2 separate regions of the Capra hircus genome follow, and region 1 is linked to region 2. A link is a contact called in public Hi-C data. All regions are on one chromosome and are shown on one strand. Each heading gives the region's core, a stretch centred on a gene start, on an enhancer-like site or on the middle of the called end of the contact. The rest is flanking DNA. Distances are from core to core; before and after follow the strand shown. Region 1 has its middle 31 kb from the start of KCNE1. Region 2 has its middle 21 kb from the start of RCAN1.

Evidence for each region. Hi-C and Micro-C count contacts between places; a contact is called where the count stands out from the background.
Region 1: a Hi-C map of blood shows a contact between it and region 2, with 6 times the contacts expected there. The contact joins two enhancer-like sites. A contact is called at or near these places in 2 of 5 Hi-C or Micro-C datasets (both in blood).

Annotation. Positions count from the first base shown.
Region 1 is chr1:41,304,043-41,311,228 of ARS1.2, forward strand. No RefSeq gene overlaps it. Among named protein-coding and RNA genes, the nearest start is that of KCNE1, 31 kb to the right of the region's middle. Within about 2 kb of position 1,464, at least 1 of the 5 cell types and tissues checked has an H3K27ac peak or open chromatin away from gene starts, as enhancers often do.
Region 2 is chr1:41,149,977-41,156,806 of ARS1.2, forward strand. No RefSeq gene overlaps it. Among named protein-coding and RNA genes, the nearest start is that of RCAN1, 21 kb to the right of the region's middle. Within about 2 kb of position 1,560, at least 1 of the 5 cell types and tissues checked has an H3K27ac peak or open chromatin away from gene starts, as enhancers often do.

The DNA of each region.
Region 1 (7,186 bases), core at 214-2,713, 150 kb after region 2:
CATTGGCAGGCAGGTTCTTTAGCACTGGGGCCATTTGGGAAACCCAGCAGAATACATACAGTCCTGCCAAATCCAGGAGACAGAGAGGAAGCAGAAATCTCTCAATCATGTCCCACTCTTTGCGACTCCACGGACTGTACAGTCCATGGAATTCTCCAGGCCAAAATACTGGAGTGGGTAGCCATTCCCTTCTCCAAGGGATCTTCCCAACCCAGGAATCGAACCCAGGTACCTGGCATTTCAGGCAGATTCTTTACCAGCTGAGCCACCAGGGAAACCCAAGAATACTGGAGTGGGTAGCCCATCCCTTCTCCAGGGGATCCTCCTGACCCAGGAATCGAACTGGGATCTTCTGCATTGCAGGTGGATTCTTTACCAGCTGAGCCATCAGGGACAGACAGGAAAGGGGTCTTAGAAGCCACCCCAAGATGTGGTGTATTTTCATTTGGCATCTGACTGCCCATCTACTGTTTCCCTAACCCTAACTGGGGTTAGACCCTGAGTGGCTTCTAGACCCTGAGTGGCTTCAGCTTCAAGTCAGTTACTTCAAGTTCTCTCTGCTGAATTTCATAAATGATTTGCCTTTCAGTTTTGTTGAGACCTGATTCCAGATTCTTGGTGGATTTAACCCTCATACTGTTTGTGGCCTCACCAAACTAGATGTCATATGTTCCCCGAAGTTATGCAATATCTCTCACTGAGTCTAGTATCATAACCTATTGAGAAGTTTTCCTTTACATGGATGTTTTTTCCTTGTTTTTTTTTTTTTTTTTAAACCCCTGTAGGCTTATTAGGAAAACTATGGGAAGAATTTCCCCTTCCAAAGTGTTGAACCAGGATAATGTGCTCCTAACCCTGGGCTCCATGAACCCCCAGATGATGTCAACAGGATCTCCTTGGGGTCCTGGGGTATGGAGCAAGGGCAGGGATAGCCCCTGCAGAGAAAGGACTAGACCCTCCCACGGCACAGCCGGGCAAGGGTAGGGGTGTGGTAGGTGGTAGGCAGAGCCCCAGGTTTCCTGCACTCACCTGAAGAGCCCCCAGCACTGACCTCCACTGATGTGCCAGCCAACCTCTGAAGGCAACGTCCTGAGTAAGTTTCCTTTTACCCTGTTCTTGGGGTGTCTGGGTTTTTTTCCATTCATTTCAGTCGTTCGGTCGTGTCTGACTCTTTGCGACCTCGTGGACTGCAGCAAGCCAGGTTTCCCTGTCCATCACCAACTCCCAGAGTTTACTCAGACTCATGTGCACTGAGTTGGTGATGCCATCCAAAAATGTGCCCCAGTCCAGAGTTTCACTTTTTTTTTTCTTCTTCTTAATTTCCACACAGGACCCTTAGACCTGTCCCTCCTCCCGTGTTCCTTATCTCCACGGCCCAGAGCACAGCCGGCCTCTCTGCCCAGAGAGCTGGGAGGTGGCATGGGGAACTCAGCAAGATGCCCTGGGCTTGGGAGGCTGACACTCCCGACTCCTGGAGCTGCCCTCCAGCCAAGGCCAGCAGCGCCCCCTGCTGCTCTTATTGAGCTGTACACACTCCGGGAGTAGGGAGCAGAGAGACCACAGCCAGTGGGGACAGGAAATGATGAGGTCTGACAAGGAGGATAGGAGGGAAGGCAGAAAAAGAACCGGGCAGGCAGGGGGCCCAGGGAGAGGCCACCCCTGCTCTGATGAGACATCTGCTGCATTGTCCCCAGTCATGAAGAGAGTTCCTAGAGCTTAGCAGAAGTTGGCTTAAATCTCAGCATTCAGAAAACTAAGATCATGGCATCCGGTCCCGTCACTTCATGGCAAATAGATGGGGAAACAGTGGAAACAGTGTCAGACTATTTTGGGGGGCTCCAAAATCACTGCAGATGGTGATTTCAGCCATGAAATTAAAAGACACTTGCTCCTTGGAAGAAAAGTTATGACCAACCTAGACAGCATATTAAAAAGCAGAGATATTACTTTGCCAACAAAGGTCCATCTATCTAGTCAAAGTTATGGTTTTTCTAGCAGTCACGTATGGATGTGAGAGTTGGACTATAAAGAAAGCTGAGTGCCAAAGAATTGATGCTTTTGAACTATGGTGTTGGAGAAGACATCTTGAGAGTCCCTTGGACTGCAGGGGACCTCATCATTTCCTGTCCCCACTGGCTGTGGTCTCTCTGCTCCCTACTCCCGGAGTGTGTACAGCTCAACAGGGGCAGCAGGGGGCGCTGCTGGCCTTGGCTGGAGGGCAGCTCCAGGAGGGGAGAGTCAGCCTCCGGAGCCCACCACATCTTGCTGAGTTCCCCGTGTCACCTCCCAGCTCTCTGGGCAGAGAGGCGGGCTGTGCTCTGGGCCGTGAAGATAAGGAACATGGGAGGAGGGACAGGTCTAAGGGTCCTGTGTGGAAATTAAGATCCAGTCCAAGATCCAACCAGTCCATCCTAAAGGGAATCAATCCTGAATATTTACTGGAAGGACTGATGCTGAAGCTGAAAACTCCAATACTTTGGCCACTTGATTCGAATAACTGACTCATTGGAAAACACCCTAATGCTGGGACATATTGAAGGTGGGAGGAGAAGGGGACAACAGAGGATGAGATGGTTGGATGGCATCACCGACTCAATGGACATTGGTTTGGGTGAACTCTGGGAGTTGGTGATGGACAGGGAAGCCTGGCGTGCTGCAGTCCATGGGGTCACAAAGAGTCGGACATGACTGAGCAACTGAACTGAACTGAACTGACAAGGAGGAGAGGAGGGGAGGTAGAGAAGGAACCCGGGCAGGCAGGGGGCCCAGCGAGAGGCCACCCCCGGTCTGATGAGACAGCTACATTGTCCCAGTCATGAAGAGAGTTCCCGGAGCTTAGCAGAAGTCCGGTGGAGACTGCGCCTCCTGGGTTTAGAAAGGATGGAATCGGTGAGAATGCAGCTATGAATTTGGGTGGAGGGGTTGTGGTTGGCAGACTGGCCAAAGCAGCCCGCAAGATTCCAAGCCCATCCCCCACCCCCGCCCCAGGGGAACAATGCCTTCCCCATGAGTCTGGGCAAGACCTGTGACATTATCAATGTCTTCCAATTGATGAATATCTACAATTAAAATTATGTGCCCATGAATTAGTATCAGTACTTGACAATATCTGTCTATGTGAAAGGGCATTTTTAAACATGGAATTGGTAAAATCTCAGTACAAATCAGCATTAACAGGTGAACATTTGCAACTGATTTTTATTGTAGGGTATATTAACTGTGAACTCCACTTAAGTGAAATTTTATCCCTCCTTCAAAAGGAGAGAGTTCCATTGGCAGACCTCTATTACAAAAAATATACTCAATAGTTTTTGAATTTTGTAAAAAGTGTGTAAATTTGTTTTTTCCTTTTGTTATATTACTGCCTCCACAATGTTCTTATTTTTGCCTATTCATTTACAGGGCCCAAAATATTTACTGTGATGGCCATCACCCCCATGATAATAATCACTTGTTATGGCAAAAGGGATTTCACAGCTAGAAATCAGTACCCAACTCAGCTGACTTTGAGTTATTCCAAAGGAAGATTCTCCTCCCAGGTGGGCCTGGCCTAATCGGGCGAGTCCTGAAAGGCGTAGAGAGCCTCAGCTGGGCTCTTCTACTGGCCAGGAAGAGGCAAGGTGTGAAAGGAGGGCCGTGTGCCAGGCAACCGGGGACAGCTTCTAGAAGCTGAGAGCAGTCCCTGACAAACAACAGCCAGCTGGAAAGGGGATGTCAGTTCTACAGCTGCGAGGAGATGACTTCTGCCAACAACTGCATGAGTTTGGAAGAGGACTCTTGAGCCTCAGGTGAGATGGCAGCCCTGGCTAACACCTTCACACCAAGGGGGTCTCACCTGGGGAGAGGCCCTGAGCAGAGGTCCCAGCAGTCACAGGCCTGGATCCTGATGCACCGAAACCGTAAGGTGATGAATGTGTTGTCTGAAACGTCCACGCTGGTAGCAATGCATTGTGCAGTGATAGAAGGCTAATACAGAGGTGTAGGGTGTAACCTCAGAGAGGAGGTGTGATGTCTCCGTTTGGCTAGATGCACAGCACCACACGGCATGTTCAAGGCTGCATCTCTGGGGCAGACCTGTGAGCTGGCAGTCCCTATGGACCTGAACTCTCCCCAGACCATCCCCTCACTGAACGCAGCAGCCGATGTTGACTTCAACACTGACTTCTTGACTCCTTTATAAAGATGAATTTGTAAATGTATTGTAATAGTTACATTAAGCACTTTTCTAAGCAATTTTGCAAAAAAAAAAAAAAACACACCATTTTCCCCAAGAATACAATATTCTCAGTACAAAGCATTGTTATAAATTGTGCCAAATAATGCTACTGTGATTTTAAGAATCAAGCTTCCCATGATTATCAGAACCAGTGGAAGGGTAAAAGCCCAAGGAAGGCCACACACAGGCTGTTGCACTATTGCCATGTTTCACTCAAGGCTCATTCAGCAGGTATTCATCCAGCACCCAGATATTCCAGGCGCTGGAGATGAGGCGACAGAGACCAAACACCGCCCACTCTCACAGAACTTGGTAAGAGGAACTAGACAATAAACGTACAAGTAAATTAACTAGATAACTTCAGATGGGAGAGATGCCAGGAAGATAAACATGATATATTTGTTCTCTGTGGCTGCTGGTAACAAATTACCACGAATGCAGTCTGGTGGCTCATTGGTAAAGAATCCACCTGCAATGTGAGGAGATGCAGGCTTGATCCCTGGTTTGGGAAGATCTCCTGGAGAAGGAAATGACAACCCACTCCAGTATTCTTGCCTGAAAAATCCCGTGGGCAGAGGAGCCTGGAGGTGTGCAGTCCAAAGGATTGCAAAGAGTAGGACATGACTGAGTAACTGAGCATGTAGTGTCTTGAAACCACACCAACTTATTATCTCACAGTTCTAGAGATCAGACTTCTAAACTCAAGGTGTTCTAGGACTACATTGTTTCTGGAAGTTCAAGGGGAGAATCCTTGCCTTCTTCAGCTTCCAGAGGCCACCAGCATTCATTGGCTCATGACCCCTTCTTTGTGTCACTCTCAGTTCAGTTCAGTCGCTCAGTCGTGTCCAACTCCTTGCGACCCCATGGACCGCAGCACGCCAGGCCTCCCTGTCCATCACCAATTCCCAGAGCTTACTCAAACTCATGTCCATCGAACTGGTGGTGCCATCCAACCATCTCATCCTCTGTCATCCCCTTCTCCTCCCACCTTCAATCTTTTCCAGCATCAGGGTCTTTTCAAATGAGTCAGTTCTTCACATCAGTTGGCCAAAGGATTGGAGTTTTAGCTTCAGCATCAGTCCTTCCAAAGAATATAAAGGACTGATTTCCTTTATGATAGACTGGTTGGATCTCCTTGCAAACAAGGGACTCTCAAGAGTCTTCTCCAACACCACAGTTCGAAAGCATCAATTCTTCAGCACTCAGCTTTCTTTATGGTTGAACTCTCACATCCATACATGACTCCTGGAAAAACCATAGCTTTAACTAGATAGACCTTTGTCAGCAAAGTAATGTCTCTGCTTTTTAACATGTTGTCTAGCTTGGTCATAACTTTTCTTCCAAGGAGCAAGCATCTTTTAATTTCATGGCTGTAGTCACTATCTGCAGTGATTTTGGAGCCCAAGGAAATAAATCTGTCACTGTTTCCATTGTTTCCCTTTCTATTTGCCATGAAGTGATGAAACCAGATGCCATGATCTTCGTTTTCTGAATGTTGAGTTTTAAGCCAACTTTTTCACTCTCCTCTTTCACTTTCATCAAGAGGCTCTTTAGTTCTTCGCTTTCTGCCATAAGGGTGGTGTCATCTACGTATCTGAGGTTATCGATATTTCTCCCGGCAATCTTGATTCCAGCTTGTGCTTATCTGGCACGGCGTTTCCCATGATGTACTCTGCATAGAAGTTAAATAAGCAGGGTGACAGTATACAGTGACAATACTATGTGTTACTCTAGCCCTTTGCTTTTATCATCTGTTTTAACCACTTCCCCGTCACACCATTCACGAACGAGAGATTCCTGCCCCAGGGTTATGGGGATGTATAAACACACCACACCCAACATAGGACAGATGAGATGAAAAGAGGTTTATCAATCACAAAAATTCACAGCCCAGGCTTTCCTGGTGGCTCAGATGGTAAAGAATCTGCCTGCAGTGCAGGAGACCCAGGTTCGATCCCTGGTTTGGGAAGATCTCCGGGTGGAGGGCATGGCAACCCACTCCAGTATTCTTGCCTGGAGAATCCCTAGGACAGAAGAGCCGGTGGGCTATAGTCCATAGGGTTGAAAAGAGTTGGACATGACTGAGTGACTGACACACACTATACTCACGGCCCAGGAGAGGGGATCACTGTATACTAGGCAAGAGCACGTGGCAATCACACAGAACAGGGTGAAAAGGCTGGGCTGTGGGATGTAGGCTCTGTAGTAACATGAGAGTGCAGTGGCCCCTGGTTCCCATGGGAAGATGTAATGGTCTTGTTTGGTAATTCTACCAGCCAGCAGGGCAATGAAGCCCGCTACTCAGTGGGTAAGCAGAAACTGAGCCCTGCCTGTTTGATGAGGGAGTGGTGTTTAATTGGGGGACTTTAGCCACAGGAGCAGAGTGGGGAGGGGAACTTGCATTTGGGTCATAAGAGGACTTCTAGTTTCATCAGATGTCAAGATCACATAATCGCAAGTCTCATTTTATGTCTTACACCACATGGTCACATCTGGTACTCTCGGCAAGAAGCGGTCAAGTCAAGATTTCAACCCATACTAACCTGCCTCCAGAGCTGCAGTTCTAAACATCTCACTGCACTTCCCTCCTCCACAGTGAGCCATGGCAGCCGGTGTGCAAAGCCGGCCCCCAAGGAGCCACAGCTGCCAGAATCCGTGCCCTGGTGACGTCCGCTCGCACACTGAGTCTGCACTGGCCCCCAAGCCTTGGTTTAACCAACAGAACATGGGGGTAGTGACCCTCTGCCCGTTCTGACCCTCAGAGGGCCTGGCCGCCTCTGCTTCCGCCCTCTTGGCAGCTAGCTGTTGGGTAAGAGACCACAAGTACCGAAAGAGGAGCTGGCAGACACAGAGCCTCGGGGCAGGGGGGACCCCTAGAACTTGATGCAAGTAAGCTGGCTACACTCGGGCACAACAGGGCTTCACACGGTGGAGCGCTACATGCGATGCAGGCTGAAGGCGGTGCAGAGG
Region 2 (6,830 bases), core at 310-2,809:
CTCTGGGTTCCCCAGAACTGATCCTTCTGCCAGGCTTGATCAGCCTGATGGAAAACGCTAGGTACCTGACCAGGTGGGCAGCCCTGGAGGGCCTCTTTCTCCTTCACATTTGCTTTCTCCCGTCCCCCGTTTCTTCTCTCTCCCAGCTTTTATAAAGGGGTGTGGGCCCTTGCCCAGTCAGTGTTAGTGATATCATCGCAGAATCTGACCTTTGCAAAGCCCTTGGCCACGTTTTTTGCAAGTCCATAACATATCACTAGGTGGCAGTGTTTCCACAGCTTGCTGTCCCTTACACAGCCAGGCTCCTCTGTCCCTGGGATTCCCTAGGCAAGAAGACTGAAGTGGGTTGCCATTCGCTTCTCCAAGGGATCCTCTTGACCCAGGGATTGAACCTGGGTCTCCCGTACTGCAGGCAGATTCTTTACCGTTTGAAACACCAGGGAAGCCCCCTTCACCTTGAAACTTGCTAGAAACGCTCCCACAGACACAGGAGATTGTTTCCAGGTATTTAAGGAGGGAGAGAGTCCCCTCACAATTAGCTACTCTAAAACCAGATGATTCCTTTGACCTATGTTTTCCAATATTATCCCAGAGAAGTACAATTTGCAACTTGTGTTTTGGCCAGTTTACTTGACATTCTTGCTTTAAATCAGGTGCTTTGTGTCCATATTATTAGGCAATTAAAACAACAGAATGTTTTTTTAAGGTCAGTTTTACCTTTATAGAAAAGCTGATCAGAAAGAAAGGACAGAGAGTTCTCTCTTATCACTTAAAATCACCCCCACACAGCCCAGTCCCCCTATTGCTAACATCTTGCGCTGGTGAGGTACATTTGTTGCTACTGACAAGTCAATATTGACACATTATTATTAACTAAAATTTAATATGGCATGTAACAAAAATTTAACATGGCATGACAATTTCAACAGGAAAAGCAGACAGGACTTGGTGATTGGTCATCTGGAGTGGGGGATGGGTTAGGGATGTGAGTGTGTGTGTGTGTGTGTGTGTGTGTAACGCAGAGCAGGCAGCCTGTGGGTTCCTCCCTGGGTCCTCCCTGTGACTTCCTCCCTGGTCACCAGGAAGACTGCATGCAGGATGCAAATTAGAGCAGAGTGTGATGATCACATTCAAAGAGAAAGGGGAGGACTTAAGTTTTGGCCTTTTGAATTTGAAGTGTTTTGAAGACTAGCCTGTTTCTGACCCCCAGTGATGAGCTGGGAGGACGGGTGAGGGTGAAGGGAGCAAAACTCAGTAGTAAAGCCCAGTAAGCCCCATGATCAAAAGTCACAGGTCCTGGGTCACAGAGGCAGAGAGACAGTCCAGGTGGAAGGAGTCTTGTCCATTGTGTTGATTTGCCCTGCTGGTTCAAGACAACTCCCGGCGCTGAGTGAAAAATGTTAGAACTTTTGTTCTGTTGGTTTCTACTTGAAAGAAAGAGAAGAAGGAAGGAAGAAGAGAGAGGGAGGAAAGAGCAAGAAGAAAGGAGAGAAAAAGAAGTGTGCTCTGTCCATCTGCCATGTGGGCTGACTGAGGCGCACGTTCTCACTGCAGGAGCCAGACTGGCAGGTGTCGCGGGGCGCACCAGGCACCTGGATGGGACCTCCAGGTGGTGTGCATTGATGCCACTTCTCAGACCTTCCTTGTTTCAGAATTTTGCTTTTATTGCAGATTCCAAATTCCCATGAAGAGAATGTGCAGATTATATTATCTAGCTTTTAACTAAATGAATCCTCATGAAAATGGACAAAGACGTCCACTGAACAAGGGCGTGAAGGGGTTGCTAAGGCAGCACGCAGAGGTGGACAAGAAGGGGGAGGGCTGGCACTTCTCTACTCCAGGGATGAGCCACCGCCAGCCAACTTACAAAGTCTGAACCTTGGCAGGAGTTTTAAATAAATAAATGAATAGATTTAACCTGTACATTCAAGGTCAAGGTGACACTTCACTGTGAATGAGAAAGTAACCACTGCCAGAAACATGCGCTAGGATGAGAATGTTCTGAAAACAGAAGTTGGGAAAGGTTCCTATCATTAAGTGATTTTATTGCCGACAAATGACGTGTGAATCTATAAAAGCTCTCATATCTCACATTTTAAAACTTGGAAACACCACTTTCTAATATGTTAAAAAGCTCTTGAGGGATTCTCTGGGTTTTAAACACCATTTGTGAAACATAAAAACAGAAAGAGTTTCCTACTAAATTTGCAAGAACCATTCTCTGATAGCAAAGAGCATGGAAATATACTAACTGCACCTCAACAACAATAGTAATAAACTTTTGCGTACTTGGGAGATGGGGTTGAAAACAGTATTCTGAGTTAACAAGCAGAGCACGCAATACCAACTATGGTTTTCCAAAAGGATGAAGCATGTTCCATCCACTGAAATGAAGCAGGGCCCTGCAGTCCTTGACCCCCACACCATGTCTCCTGCCTGCCTTTTGTCTGTGCAAAGCTTTAGTCACAGAGCAAGTTTGATCAGAGGAGTGAGAAATGCGGGAACAAAGGAAACAGTCAAAGGAAACTAAATGATAATAATGTAGTCATTAAGCACAGTCAGGACCTTCAGTTCCTTCTCAAGGGCTGTAGATAACACTCTGCGCCACATTCTGGGAGCTGTCTTAGAGACACCAAAACACCAGGTGGAGGAGCTCACTGCATGACGTCCAGACGGTGCCCAGGACACGAGCTACCGCAATCGGAGAACTGATCGCATTGTAAAGAAACGGGGACAAGTGCGCCCTGGAACTGAAGACTCACTGCCCCTGAAACGAGCTGATGCTGGTGAGACCACTGATGACCAATGAAAGATGACTGCCAGAGACGACTGCGCTGTTTCTGCGCGTAGCCCCCTGCCCCCTCTGTCTATATGAGCTCCCGCTTCCTGCTTGTCAGGATGGGGGTGTGGGCCTTTGGACAGACATCCCCCTGCCTCAGTTGCCAGCATCTGAAGTAAAGCAAACCTTCCTTTCCACCAGCCTGGCCTGTTTATGGGCTTTTGAGCAGCAAGCAGCCTGACCCACACACTCCTTTTGCTAACAGATTTTGGTGCCCATCTCTTAGACTTTATTAAAAGTAACTGAGGATAATAGAAGATTTTTGAAAAAGCAAAATCATTTTGATTGTTGGTAAAGGCTTCGCCTTCATTTATCTTCCAAGCTAGAGGAGATGAAGATGAAAAAATGCAATAGACATTTAAACCTGTGTTTATTACTTCTTTTTACATACTTTTAAAATTTCTATTTCTGTGCATATTTTATGATATGCATAACACGTATCATGGGTTACAAATAAATGTTTTAAATGTGTATAACATACAGCTTTGTGCTGTTTAGCTGCTATATCAAGTCTGACTCTTGTGGCCCCGGGGGCTGCAGCCCGCCAGGCTCCTCTGTGCATGGGATTCTCCAGGCAAGAAGACTGGAGTGGGTTGCCATGCCCTCCTCCAGGGGGTCTTCCCGACCCAGGGGATCGAATCTGCATCTCCTGCGTCTCCTCTGCCGGCAGGTGGGTTTTTTACCGCCAGCGCCACCTGGGAAGTCCATACACAGCCCCGTAATACACTATTATGCACACTATCTGCATGTGTTTCTGTATGCATAGACGAAGAAGGAGCATACATTCATATACAGTATTTCATATAGTATATACTGGATATTGATTATGATAATTTTATATTACATGTTACATTATATATTAGATACAAATACTACATTTCTTTGTATTAACACATATTATAATTGTCCATATGTATTTACATACTGTAATTTACATTACACTACATCTGTGTGTATATGCAATCCTCCGACATTTTCCCAGTCCATTCACTCTCCCACCTAGAAGAATTCTCCACCTTTTCTTAACATGCCTTAAACTCTCCATGCTTCATCCTCATCCTCACTCTCAGCTGATGGCATTGCTTCCTATTTCACAGAGGAGATTGAAGCATCCACAGAGAACCCTCACCATCCCCGTCATCCTCACTGTATCACGTCACCAGCCACCAGCCGCCAGGCATCTGTGCTGAGCTTGCTGCCTTCTTTCCGCAACAATGAACAGAAGTGAGTCTTCCATCCAGGGCCTGCCTCTACTTTCCTGTTCCAGGTGCCCTCGCCTCTTATCTGCACAGAGAAAGCTTCAGAAACCCTCCCACCCCATGCGACCCAGTCAGCGTACAAACCTGTTTGTACTGCCATGTGTAAGCGTGCAACCACAACCTCTTCCCCTCCTCCCACTCCTTCCAGCTCCTGTCCCATTTCTCTGTGCCCCTCAACAGCACAGCCTCTTGAGTCACTTAAAGTCATTGCCTCCAACTCTCCTTCTCCCAATAGGGCATCTGTGTGTGCATGCTTGGTCGCTTCAGTCATGTCCAGCTGTTTGTGACCCATGGATTGTAGCCCGCCAGGCTCCTCCGTCCATGGGATTCTCCAGGCATGAATACTGGAGTGTGTTGCCATTTCCTTCTCCAGAGGATCTTCTAGACCCAGGGATCGAACCCTCTTCTCCTGCACCTCCTGCCTTGCAGGCGGATTCTTTACTGACTGAGCAACTGGGGAAGCCCATTTACTTCCCACTCTTTAGGGCATTTACTTCCCACTATTTTGCCAAAGTTTCTCTTGCTGAGATCAGTAATGACTTCCAAACTGTGAAATCCAAAGCTCACTTCCCAGGGGTTCTCAAGGTCAGCCAGCAAGCCAGCTTTGGACACGGAGGACCTTTCTCTGCTTGAAGCCCTCTCTGGCTTGGTTGCCAGGACACCCCATCTGTGGGCAGTTCCTGGATCTCTGACCAGCCTCCCTGGGCACCTGCTGACTGATGACTGAGCTCTCACTTCTCGCCTCACTCTGAGGCAGTCTCCCTGGACAGCCTCATCCTTTTACCTTCCACCTAGAGTTGCATTCCCTAGTGCAGGACCCAGGCCTTTCCCCCTGAACTCCAGACTCACTACCCAACTGCCTCCTTGACAACCTTCCCTTTCAGGCCTAAGTGGTCTCTCAAGGCTAAGTTGCCCCATTGTGAGCTCCTGATAAATGTTTCCCTCCCTAAGGTTGGCTAGTTCCCTGTTGGCTCAGATGGTAAAGAATCTGCCTGCAATGCAGGAGATCTGGGTTCAATCCCTGTGTTGGGAAGATCCCCTGAAGAAGGAAATGGCAACCTACTCCAGTATTCTTGAGCTTCCCTTGTGGCTCAGCTGGTAAAGAATCCACCTGCAGTGTGGGAGATCTGCGTTTGATCCCTGGGTTGGGAAGATCCCTTGGAGGAAGGCATGGCAACCCACTCCAATATTCTTGCCTGGGAAATCCCATGGACAGAGCAGCCTGATGGGTTACAGTCCATAGGGTTGCAAAGAGTTGGACGGGACTGAGCAACAAACACACTCGAGGGCTAGAGCTAGTTCCTTCCTGGTGGTTGGGCAATCCACAAGCCTTATGGTTGACCCTGACTCCCTCCTTTCTCCTAGTGTGGTAGATATAATAACGGTCCCCCTGAAAGATTTCCAGATGCACAAACCCGGAACCTGTGACTACGTTACCTTTCAGACAACAAGGACTTTGCAAATGTGATTAAAATTGGGAGAGGATCTGTATAGATCATTCAGGTGGACACCACAATGTTATCACAAGGGTCCTTGTAAGAGAGACCAAAGAGAGAAGGTCAGTGTGGGAGATGTGATGGTAGATATAGAACTTGGAGTGACGTGGGGTCAGAAGCCAAAAAATGGGGTCACCTCTAGAACTGGGAAAAATAAGAAAATGGATTTCCTTCTAGAACCTACAGAAGAAGCACTCATTTTAGAGGTCTGACCTCCAGAATGGTAAAATAATTTGGGGGTGTTGTTTACCCACCAAGTTTGTGGTGTTTTGTTACAGCATCAATAGGGAAAGAATAAACTAAGGAAATTCTGTTGTGGTATTGGAGAAGACTCTTGAGAGTCCCTTGGACTGCAAGGAGATCCAACCAGTCCATCATAAAGGAAATCAGTCCTGAATGTTCATTGGAAGGACTGATGCTGAAGCTGAAACTCCAATCCTTTGGACACCTGATGCAAAGAGCTGACTCATTTGAAAAGACCCTGATGCTGGGAAAGATTGAGGGCAGGAGGAGAAGGGGACAACAGAGGATGAGATGATTGGATGGCATCACCAACTCGATGGACATGAGTTTGAGTAAACTCTGGGAGTTGCTGATGGATAGGGAAGCCTGGCGTGCTGTGATCCATGGGGTCTCAAAGAATTGGACACGACTGAGTGACTGAACTGAACTGAAATTTTAAAATACAGAGAGAATCTTACTACTTTTTCACCACTTCAGGTCTCCTACCCTTATCCAAATCGCTATCACTTCTCACCTGGATTATTGCAGTAGCTTCCTGACTGGCCCCCAGTTTCCACCGTTCTCCCCACATGGGGAACTGGGCATGTAACTCCTGAGCAAGCCATCCTGACAGTCACAAGAAAGTCAGATCACGTTAGTTGTTTTCTGTTCAACTCTCCACCAGCTCTCTCTCTCAATGGGAGTGAAGGCCAGAATCTTCACTGTGCCCAGCAAAGCCCTTTAGGATCAGAGCCTTCTACCTCTCTGGCCCCAGCATTGCTCCTGCCCCGATCACTCGTTCCAGCCACACTGGCCTTTGAATGATCCCTTCAACAGGCTAAGCAGCCACTGCCCCAGGGCCTTTGCACTTGCCCCTCTGCCTGGCATGCTGTCTCCTAGAAGTGGGCATGGCATCTGTGGCAGCGAAAAGTAAAAAAAAAAAAATGAGTTTTTCTCTCTCCCTTTCCTAAGAACAAAGAAGACAAAGAGAAGAGTGAACAGGCCTGAACATTC